2 separate regions of the Anser cygnoides genome follow, and region 1 is linked to region 2. The links are chromatin contacts, called in public Hi-C maps. All regions are on one chromosome and are shown on one strand. Each heading gives the region's core, a stretch centred on a gene start, on an enhancer-like site or on the middle of the called end of the contact. The rest is flanking DNA. Distances are from core to core; before and after follow the strand shown. Region 1 holds the start of AKAP10 (A-kinase anchoring protein 10). Region 2 holds the start of SHPK (sedoheptulokinase).

Evidence for each region. Hi-C and Micro-C count contacts between places; a contact is called where the count stands out from the background.
Region 1: a Hi-C map of liver shows a contact between it and region 2, with 1.6 times the contacts expected there. The contact joins the promoter of AKAP10 here to the promoter of SHPK in region 2. A contact is called at or near these places in 2 of 7 Hi-C or Micro-C datasets (both in liver).

Annotation. Positions count from the first base shown.
Region 1 is chr18:9,177,221-9,182,844 of Taihu_goose_T2T_genome, reverse strand. It overlaps AKAP10 (A-kinase anchoring protein 10), which reads right to left and starts at 4,225. Exons shown (of 15, transcript XM_048074253.2): 1 at 4,028-4,225; 2 at 467-514. The coding sequence starts at 4,049.
Region 2 is chr18:9,028,375-9,034,179 of Taihu_goose_T2T_genome, reverse strand. SHPK (sedoheptulokinase) reads right to left here and starts at 2,438. Exons shown (of 7, transcript XM_066979756.1): 1 at 2,357-2,438. The coding sequence starts at 2,419. It overlaps CTNS (cystinosin, lysosomal cystine transporter), which reads left to right and starts at 1,185. Exons shown (of 11, transcript XM_013196487.3): 1 at 1,185-1,329; 2 at 1,777-1,895; 3 at 3,161-3,239; 4 at 4,451-4,535; 5 at 4,626-4,729; 6 at 5,705-5,805. The coding sequence starts at 1,793.

The sequences.
Region 1 (5,624 bases), core at 2,976-5,475, 150 kb before region 2:
CATTAGAATAGCTATTCATTCTGAACAAGATTCCCATCTGCAGTCTCACAAGACACATCAGTCAGAGCTAGATCAGACACTGGCACCCTCTTTGGCCAATTAGACAGTTAAGCTGCGTCTTCAAAACCACAAAGGACACTACAAATAAGCAAGAAACTTCACAAGCAACTCATCGTAGATAAGGAATAACCACTGTCTGCAAGGTGACTGAGTTTTACCATCCCTTTGAATTAAAGCTCACGTCTGACATAATTTAATAACCTTCTGTACTTACAGATTCAGCAAGATGGCTAGGAAAGATTAGTTGCTATAAATACTCAGGAACAGAATTAACTTTTGGTTCTGTTTTGCTTTTAAGGCTTAGATCAGGTTTGCGCCCAATTGTAAGGAAATTATTCCACTAGTTACAATAAAAATGTCAGATGATATTAGATAACTGAATTTACAAACAGAGTATCGCTCTTACTTTTAATTGCTTTCACATCTGTGGTCTTTTCTTGTTCTTTACCTTTCACTGTAAAATATAAAGGAAAATGTTAATGTTATTTTGGGTGACTAATGACATTTACCAGAGAAGGAATATAAAATTCCCAACTTCAGCAAGTTTCAAAGAAGATGCACACCATCATTTTGTTAAAAGTGATCTCACATTTAAATCTGCACAACTAGTGACTGACAGATTTTCAACGCTTTTGTGTTGCTTTCCTTTCAAAACCAAAACCTTCCCATTCACAAGTTAAGTTCAATGAAATACACTACGTTAGAATTAACATTCAGAAAGACGCTTGCTGTCTATATGATCAAAGCAGGGCTACACTCAAGGTTACTTTAATAAACAGCATTAACTGGAAAGAAAGGGATAGATGTGTTCTAGGAGCAGGACACTGGCAGGTGCTCTCTGAACTACAAATTGCATTCCCCAAAACAAGCAGCAGACCAGTGTAACGTGGACGGCTGGGGAGGTGCACGTGGAACCTGGGACAGCCCGTGACTCCTCCACCATGCATGGGTACCACAGAAATGTTCTGGAAGGACACTGAGAAGAGTTAATTATCCCATAAATAATATTGCTCAACTATCACCAAAGGCTACGGCAAACAATTGATGGGAAGATCACAGTTAAAAAAACAACTTGTGATGAAAAAGTGCCTTTTAAAAAAATGATTCTTAAAAGAAGCTCCTAAAGGAAGAGAATGAGGAGATCTATTTAAAACAAAAATAAAGAGACCAAAGGAGTTCATAAGCAGGATGGCACGAGAAATTAACTGGTGACATTGCAGAATACGATCTACCAGAGGAGCGTTCCACAGCCGCTACAGGCTGGGATTATTACTACAAATAGGTCATCTTTGAACACCGATTCTGGAGTCCTTCCAAACATAACCACAAATCGTAGCTGACTAGAATCAAACATTTGCATTACAGAACACCGGTAGATTAGAAAACGCTTCCTATTCGGACCTAAGCATTTTAAATATTTTAAAGGGAAACTTTAAGCTCTCATTACATAATTGCCTGCTCGATTGCGGCCGCAGCGCTGCCACGCTGCCAGCCTTCCCTGCGAGCAGCACGGATGCTGCAGATCTCAACTGGCACCTCAGTGATTAAGAGTTAAGCTAGCGGCTTCCACACTCTCCCCGAGACAAAAAGGTTTAAGCCTCAGCTAAAAGAACTGGGTTCCTTTTAAACTGAGCTCTTACAGCCAGATGTAACTGCACACGAATGGTGAGAACAGCCCAGCTTTTACATAACTGACTGCGTGCTGATGAGCAGGAGAGAAACCACTGAAGAAGTCTGCACGCCTGAAATAACCCTGAGCTACAGTAGACATGAAGCAATTCCCTTCATCACAAAGCACGCAGCCTGAGGAACTCTGCATCTCTCTAGAATGATTCCAATAGTTTGTTCAACTGATACTTGACTACTGGCAACAGTTCCCGAGCTTCAGCAGAAGGGCCCTCCACACACCTATTTTCTGTTCCAATGTACTTGTTCCTTCTCACCAACTTGTCAGTTCCTCACTGCCTTACTACCTGCTTACTACCAGTAATACAAACTCCCGGGCCACACCGTAACCTCTTTGTACAGCGGCTTCTTTTGTCACTGCCAGCTTCAAGCAGAACAAGATTAAGGAGCACCAGCAGAGAATAAAGGAACACTGCTGTACGTGAGGAGACCACGGGGGGGTGAAGCTCCACTGAAGGAATTTACTTTCACTTTCCTCACAAAAACGGATGTCATTTGGTCTGCGTGAAGCCAGACAGATAACTGCGGTACACAACTACCGAGACCCAGAGGTCTGTGACAATTTCCAGTAGCGTTGCCCTGTTGTGAATGGGGTTTGCATCAGACCACAAGAGATTTGAAAATGTTGATTCATTCATATCTTGAATGACAGAAGGATGAAAGAAAGACAGAAGGATGAATGAGCCCAAGCTGCTCACGCATGTACATGTAGGAAAAGCAACACACAACTTCAGAGGTCAGCCAGCTGGTAGGACAGCGTACATCATTTCCAAAACATCCCCCGTGAATGAGCATGGAGTCCGACTGTTCTCACTGATAACGGCTCCATAATCTGCCCTCAAGCCCCTGGCTCCTGGCCAACTGTTATTATTTCTCTACTGATTATCCAACCTCAGTTTTATAGACCTTTATTTTAGAGACCATTCTAAAAAAAATGCTTCGCTGTATTTTTGAGACTTTTCTACAGGTTAGTAGCTCTAGCATCCTTGCTATGATTTCATTTGTAAACAACTGTTATAATCTTTACCCAATATTGTATCTGCTTAAATAAGAATAATCCAACCCAAAAACACTGACACTTTTGGCCAGTGTTGGACTGCATGTGTCTAGTCTACAGAGGTTTAGCATAAGCTTTTAACTGTCAATTTTCTCCCAGCTGCAGTTTAAGATTTTCTCTAAAAGTCAGTGTCTGTAACAGAGATACACAAAGCAGTATTATTTATGTACAGCCCAGATGAGAGCTTACTTTTCTCCTCCCTTCAGCAGTGCCTCTGTTGGGCATTTAGCTCTGACTGTGCTTCTCTGACCAAAGATGCTTTAAGCAAAGCTCCAGATACCCAGTCAGACACTTCACTACCTTCATGAGAAAGTTTTCACCAAAGCTCACGCTGTTCCTATGGTTAAGCATCAGGAGGGAACATCGGCTCCACGATTCTTTTCATCTACAAAGCAGCAGAAGCTATTTTGGAGCAGTTTGTTTATAAGCAGCATGAAAGTTTTATTCTGCAGCTCCATATCAGTACATAAACAGCCCCAAAAGTCATTAAACACTTGCAAAACCCTCAGCGAATTTCAGGAAGCCTCCATCGCTGCTAATACGAACAGAAGCTTACACTCTCCGCCAAAAACGAAGTTTTTAGCACTGCTACTTCAGCTCAGAAAGCTTACAACAGAACTTGTCAGTCGAGTGCAGAAAGGTCTGCTCAGATAACGCGTTATTCCCCCCAGCTTACAGCCTTATCTCCCAGGACGTACAGTTTGAGTTGTAGAAACCGAGAGAGCGCTTTGGGAGGGCGTCGCATCGCTGCAGAGCGGCGGTCACGCTGCTGACAGCGGAGCTGCCTTCCCAAAGGGCCCTTCCTAAGCAGGGCCACTTCCAGCGAACCCCCGGGGCCCGCACACCGCGCACCCGGCAGCGCACCCCCGCGCGTTTCATCGCATCGCTGCCGCCCCGGTACCTCCGGCAGGTCCCACGGCCAGCGACCCGCGCCGAGCCGCGCCGCAGGACCGCCCGGAGCACTCGGGGCTCCTCATTCCCGAGCCTCCCGCCCGTGCCCCTGCAGCCGCACCGCCACCGACGAACCCCCTGCCGGTGCCTCCCCCGGCGTTTCTACGAGGGGCTGGGCACGGCGCGGCTCCCCTCGCGGTTCGGGCTGAGGCCCCGCAGCACGCGGCCCCCCTCCGAGGCCCTTCCCCCGCCCGGCCGAGCGGCGGCTCCCGGCCGGCCCCGGCCCCGGCGCTGAGGGCCCCTGAGGGCCCCGGGGCCCGGTGCCGGCCCTACCTTTCCGCCTGAAGAAGGACATGGCGCTGGGCAGGGGGCGAGGCGGCCGCCGGGCGGGGGCCGCGGGGGCCGCGGGAGCGGGCAGCGAGCCGGGCCCCTAGGAGCGGGGCTGCGCCCCCCGCCCGCCGCCGCCGCTCCCTCCGCCTCTTCCTCCCGCGGGGCCACCAGCGGCCGCCATGTTGTCAACAACCGCCCCGCTCCCTCTTCCGGCCGGCCGGCGGCGCGCGCGGCACGACGGGACGCGGCCGCGGCCCCCCCCTCGTTCGACACGGCCGCGGCGGCGTCAGCCCGCTCGGCCAATCCGCGGGGCGCGGCGGGGCGGCCATCTTGGGTGAGGGCAAGAAGCTGCTGAGGGCGAGCGGCGGCCGGAAGCCATCTTTGGTTAGGGCGAGGGGCGCCCGGCGGACCGAGGCGCCATCTTTGGTGAGGGCAGGAGGACCCGGGGAGCTCGGGGCCGGGCCGGGCTTCGGTCCCCTGCGGCCATCTCGGGCCCGCGAAGCGTAGCGTGTGGTACAGCTGCTTTACAAACGCTGTTGTTGTAACTTCTGGTTCATGTATGGTGAAGCCGAGACACGGCACCAGAAAGCAGCCGTCCCACAGTCCCACAGCCACCCCTACCGCACCACGACCCGTCCGGCCGCCTGCCGTTGGCGTTGCTGTGAGCGCGGGGGGAGCGGCTGGGGGCAGCGAGGGGCAGCGGCGACGAGCACGGGACAAACGGCGCCATGGCAGCGGGCAGGAACGGCCTGCCCAGACACACAGCTCGGCCCGGGTCCTGTGCAAACTCCCTCGTTCCGGGGCATTTCTGCCTCACCGGGGCTGGATCCCAGTGGCCTTGTTGCGCGGGGCCCTGTTGGCGAGGCAGCGCCACGAGGGGCCCGAAACGGACCCCACGGGTTGTGCAGGGGCCGCGGGAGGCGGCCGCATCTCTCCCGTTCCGTCGCCGTGTCGGGATGGACCAGTGCAGCGCCGTCCCTCTGCGCTGTAACTGTCCTGCTGCCGGTGTTGGGGCCATAAGGAAATTATGTAATTAATCACTGTGTGGATTCCTGGAGCATCTTTCATCCGAGTGCTCCAAAGCTCTTTACAAACACTCATTAATTAAGACTCATAAACTGCATAAAAGGTATATGGGGATCTCTTTGGGACTGAAATGAAGCCATCTCAGGGGCACCATGTTGCAGCTGATTAACACCCTACAGCAACTCCATTATCTCTTTTAATATTATTTTTGCTAACTGATGCTCTTTGATACCTTTTTGTACACATGCCCAGAGGCTGGTTTGAGGAAGTCTTTTTTTTTGCATAATGAGCTGAATTATTTAATTGGCACATACCCTAAGAGGTTGATAAACTAAAATATTCAAAAGGTGAGCAAATTTGAAAGAACGGGCTAAATCACATAGGGAACATTAACATCTGCTGTCAAAAAATCTTTGCACCCAGACCTCTACAAACGTGTATAACAACCTGCAGTACAAAGGCAGTGCTAATACGACCGGTCTGATCCTCCAGTATGCTGCACACAGACTTCTCCTTTCTGTGTGACGCTGTGTGGTTACAGGGTTGAGTTAGCAGACCAGGCTGTAAGTTTCAA
Region 2 (5,805 bases), core at 1,189-3,688:
AATAGTTTTAGATTGTCTTGTGACATCTTTGAGGCCATAATGGAAGCAGAAGCAGGCTTTCTGCAGGTCTGTACGTTCTCAGAAGATAAAGTTGAGCTTGGGCTGCCATCTCAGGAATGTGGGAGGCTCCAGCAGTGGCAATTAGTTTGACTCAGTGGTGCCACTTATGGAATGTTCCTGGCAGGTGCCTCCATTTTGAAAAGAGGTAAGAAAAGAGGGAACAAGTTCCTAAGAGTTATTATTCACCTAACAAACCCATTGACTCCAGTACTATCCTAATTTGACATGACTATTTGAGTACTTAACCAGCAGGTTTTCAAAAGCTGTGTCTTTCTTAAAACAGCTTTACTTGGCTTTCTTGAACAGAAAACAGATAGCATTTTAATTCCCATTTCAGACATCCAGACACACATAGCAACCATCTCTGTCACTCTACGCACACACACAAAACAAGCCCAAACAACCAAAAAACCAACCAAACAAGAAATCTGTCAAAGTCAACATAACGTAGCAAGACAACCCAACTGCTACAAGGCAATGCCACTATCCTGAAATCGCTGGCAGTGCTTTCTGCCACCCCTTACCTGCGGTCCAGCTTCCAGGCTGCTGGTGTGTGCCTGTGTCTCCCTGGAGCAGCTCTCTGCCACCACATGCCCTCGCTCTGTCCCTACCAGCAGGGCAGCCTTAACAGACGTCGTGCCCAGGTCTATGCCCAGCACGCAGGATGCCTCGCTGCCCGCCATGGCCCTGGCGAGTTGCCTTCACCTCCCTCACACACACAAGTCTCTCTAGGCGGTAGTCCGACCAACATCCACTGTGTTGAGCCCTTATGTTGTTCCTCGCTGCCTTTGAAGGAGCACCTGCCCTAAGAGGGCACAAACAACACAGGCTACTGCTACTGCTCCAGCAGCGTGCAGGGACTGGGGTGACTGGGCAAACTGGGCCGAGAGAGAGCCTGGACTCTGCCCTCTGACTGAAAACGTCTCCCTTCAGCACTTGAGCAATGCCCCTCCATCTTGAGAGTGGCAAAACCATCCCTTCCCCAGCCCTCCCCAGCGTCCTTTGCAACTTGGAACAAAACTCCAGCGAGCAGCTGAAGCACCGAGTCCCCCCCCCGGCCCTCAGCGACCCCTCCTCACAAAGCCGCCAGCCCCAGCTCGGCGCCCGCCCCGCTCTGCCACACCCAAGATGGCGCCTGCGGGCGGCCACAGCGGCGCACACGCGCGAAGGGGGCGTTAGGCGGGGAGGCGATAGGCGGCCGCCTCACGTGAGGAGCTGAAAAGGGAAGAGCTCGGGGTGCGTGGGACGGAGTTGCAGTGCTGAAAGGAGGTAGGTGTTTTTTCCCCGTAGTGCCGCTTCCTTGGTATTAGCGTGCTCTAAGGTGTGGGATGGCGTTGCCTCACCGTACCTTCTGAGGGGAGAGTGTTGGGGACTACAAGTCCCAGCGTGCACCGCGCCCCTTCTGCTGCAGGTGGGGAGGGTGGGGGGCGCAGTGGTTGCTGAGATTTGTAGTCCTGCGAAGTGGGGGATACCTCAGGGGACGGTAGCAGAGTGGCAGGAGCAGGATAAGCTTTGAGGGGGGAAGACTGTCAGGGGAGCGTGGGCAGACAGAGGCTGAAAGCCCAGTGTCCTTTGGAGAGTGCTGAGGGCCCTTCAGCCAGGCTGGGCCAGGGGCTGTGGTGCTGAGGAGGGAGCCATTTTGCAGTGGGGAACAGGCTGGTACCCACTTAAAGTTTGTAGGACCTGAGCAAGGCCTTCTCCTCGTTTTTTCTGCAGCTCTGCCACCATCAGGATGAAATATCTGTTCCCTCCTCTACTGTACCTCATGCCTATGCTGCTGGGGAGTGGTGGTGTTTGGTCATCCCTGCTTGGGCCTGCAGACCAGTTCCAGAGTGGTAAGAGGTGGACAAGGGTAGCTCCTCAGTATCCCCAGTCATCTCCCTCTGGGGAGATCTGTGCCATGTTGCCCATCAGCTCTTCTTTCACATGCTGCCTTTGACTTCATGTGCTCATACTGAGGCACTCTAGTGACAGATGGAGCACTAGGAGAGTGCAGACACTCCCCTCAGTTGAAGGAGGTTAAATACTGACTGGTGCAGTCAGGGATGAACTAGGGAGCTCTCCTGCATTTAAGTAACTTCTTAAGAATGCTGTGTAATATAAGGTAACAAGAAAGATGCTCGTCACTGCAGATAATGCCTATGTAACTTCCTGCAAGAAGTAGCTTTCATATTTGATTCTTATAAAGAAAATGTTTTCCACTTCTTTCCAAATATGTCTGCTTTCAGAAGGCAGACAGTACTCAAAACTGTTATGTGAGGATGCTGGCAGTGTAGGGATTCACGGTTATTCTTACCTCAGAGGCTAACTGCTGGTGTTTGCTACTTCGCTGTATCCAGCCCATGTATTTCCAGTTCATTATTTCAGTTCTAGCTTTCTTGAACCCTACAGTTCAGGAGACAAAATAGGGTGTCCATTACCAAACATAATATTAAAAATAATAAAAAAAAAATCAGGGCAACCTCTTTAGTGCTCTTTTTCTGGTCTTAAATAGATTTGTTGTTCTTATCTGTCACTTTTGACCTTTAAACGTACATATAGTAAAAGACTTGGATTCCAAAATTGATGATGCATGACAGGTTTATGGTTTTGATGTCAATTGTATTGGCGTTGTAATATGACCCCCTCTCAAAACATGACACACTATACCATAGCTGTACTGTTGCAAAGCGTGCCCTATAACAGCGATACTTCTGACCACTATAGCAAGGCACTTGTGATTCTTGAAGTATTATAATTGTAAATATACGTTATTTGAAACATCTGGGGACGTGAAGAATTTGTCACTCAAGCAGTAACTTTAAATTTTGAGCATTATGACTTCCAAGTTACTGGGATCGTATCAAGAAACAAGTAGTGAGTTTTAAGTATTCTGTAGCTTTGTCTTGGCACAAACTCTTGCTGCAAATCAAATATTTAAATTGCTTCCTTGTAACTTGTTCAAGTGGCAGTTACTTAGTTCTCCTTTTAGGTTGTTTAGTTCCCTTGAAATAAGCAGTACTCCCTTTGCTGTTTGGTGAAAGTGTACTGGTGTTGTGTTGTTTTTTGTTTTTAATCTGACACTCCAGGTAGTAATGGACAAATTTTTATTTCCTCCCAGATGGAGTCATTGTATTGTCTGTCCCAGAAGTGGTTTTGTTAGAAAATGGAAGTTCAACAAATGTCACGATATCTCTGAGGTAAAATCATGGTTACAACTTTTTCTCTTTGAAATAAGGAATAACAAGAGGGTAAAATGTAGCTATATAGTTAAATTTCCCTGCAGACTTGGATACCTTTTTTATACAGAGGGACTTTTACCTGTGTGTGACTGGCTACTTCTAGACTGGTAAATCACTTAGTGCCAGTTTGGACCAAGACAGTGCAGCAGTCTCTGAAATGGCCTTGTATAGTTGGTCTCCGGTAATATCCCATGCCATTTGTATGGGAAGTCAAGCAGGAAAAGACATTTTATACTGTCTACCTTGTATTAGCTTACTGAACTGTCTTCCATATGTGAACCTGCAGCTTCTCTATTTCTAAAAACCGATGCTTGAGAGGAACTTGCACTTCTTAGAAAGATCACAAAAAATTACCAAGCAAGCAGAACTCACCCTTTCTAGCAAAGAAAGGCAGCTACCCCAGACTAGGGGCTGATACATCCTAGTCATATTGTTTAATACAATGCACTGCTTAGCCGTGTTTTTGTTGTCAGCCTCTTGCCAGGAAAGAAGCATTAAATACTTAGACTTTGAGATCCCAAAGGTAGGGGTGTGTGTGAAGGGAACAGTCAGATGACAATGTAAGAATTGTGACAAAGGGGGAAATAGCAAGACATGGCTGCAACAGTCCAGAACTCTTATTTCTGCAAAGTTGTATGTAGTACTGTGATCTCCTTCATGGAGAAGTACAGGTGTTTGAACCTTAGGATAATCTACATATGGCTCTGCAACTAAACCTCCTGGACAAACGCTTAGTGGAGCCCTGAGGGAAAGCTTTGCAGGGCTATTTTACTTGTGTTTGTTTTTAATCTTGCATTATGGCCATGATTTCTGCTTGTCATCACCCCAGTACATGTCCATCATTTCTGCCCCTCTTAGTCTCCAGAATCCTACCATTGTAGGATTTTGCTGTAATGCTCTTCTCTGCCATTTGTGTGGGGTAGAGGGAGGCGAAATGTGGGTATGTAACTGTTCAATGCCAGTCGCTTTTTCAGTTAAAAGAAATAGTATAGTGCTAACAATCTGGTGTTGGTGTTCCTCTGAGTACTACATCGGTACTGTACTGTTGTGTATGGACTGCTGACTAAATTTGCTACAGCTGTGTGGAATTAGTAGATACTTTCCCACAGACCTGAAGCGATCTTTGTGAACTCAGGCACCAGTCTAACTCGGCTCGTCTGTCTTTGCAGGGCTCCATTAAATGAGACACTGGTGATAACTCTTAATATTACGCACTCATCAAAACACAGCACCATTGTTGAACTACCTGACAAAGTAAGTGACAGAATAGACTCCTGACCTTATGCAAAAGCCTAGAGCTGGTATGGTGCAACTCTCCTTTTTTCCCTCCACTTTGCCTTGCAGGTGCATTTGCCTGCAGGTCATACCGAGGCAGACTTCCAAGTGAAAGCAGATGATGTTGGACAAATAACAGTTTATCTTTATACCAGTAATTTCAACTTAACTGGGTGAGAAACTGGTTTTTAATTCTACTTAGTATCCTACTGCTTCATAAACTCTGGCATAATTATTTCCTCCCTATAGTTAAGTAGTTGCTGGGACATGGACAGTATATAATTGAGAAGATGTAGTGACCCCCCAGTAATCCCCGAGGTATTCAGATAAATATAAAGCATAGAAGCAGAATGGTAATCTTGGTATTTTAAACTTATACCTAGATGACTGTGACCTCTTATGGCTCCTTAGTCTGGTTTTAATAACCCTTCTCCAAAGTTTCAAAACTACGTGTCCTGATCCAGGAAGCATTTGGTTGTCAATGTCTACATGGATGCTATTTTTATATTCTTACTGTGCAGAGCTTGTTCTGGAGTACTAATAGCCTTGTGCAGCTGAGTACCCACATCCTTGTCAGGAGATGCAGGTGTTTTCCTCCCTAGTTAGCAGAGCCATCTGTTCACCAATGCCAGTCCTCTCTAACAGGAAAACAGTCTAGCAAGATGGAGAAAACTGGATTGTATTTCCTTGTCCAGATGCTACTCATCAACAGGCTACTCCTGTATTACTTCCTCATTTCACTTCTCTTTTTAAGACTCGCAGGAATTGCAGAGGTAACCATATTTGTGAAGTGATCAACAGGACAGGCATGATCATGAGGCTTTGCTGGCAGGGCATGAAAAGTGAAACTGCTCTTGCGTAACAGACCCCGTGCTACAACACTGGAAGCCATAGGCACAGGATGACCTTTTTGAATAATAATAGAAATGAAGAGTGGAACGGGAAGGAAAGGCTAGGTTGAATGGCAGATGTTTAAAACTTAACAGGGACACTAAAGAAAGGGAGGAAAAACTCAACTGAAACCAACACTGAATCTTTATCTTGTCTCAGTGCCTCAGTTCTGTTTTTTCTCAAAGCAGAACAAGGCAAATGGTCCTGAAAATGTATGAGCAGAGAAAATAACTAACTCTGTTTGCATTAACCTTCAGACCTAGGATTCAATTTCAAGTGATTCACAGCATCGTAGTGAAATACGCTGATGAGGTGATTGGCTGGATCTATTTCCTTGCTTGGTCTATCTCCTTCTATC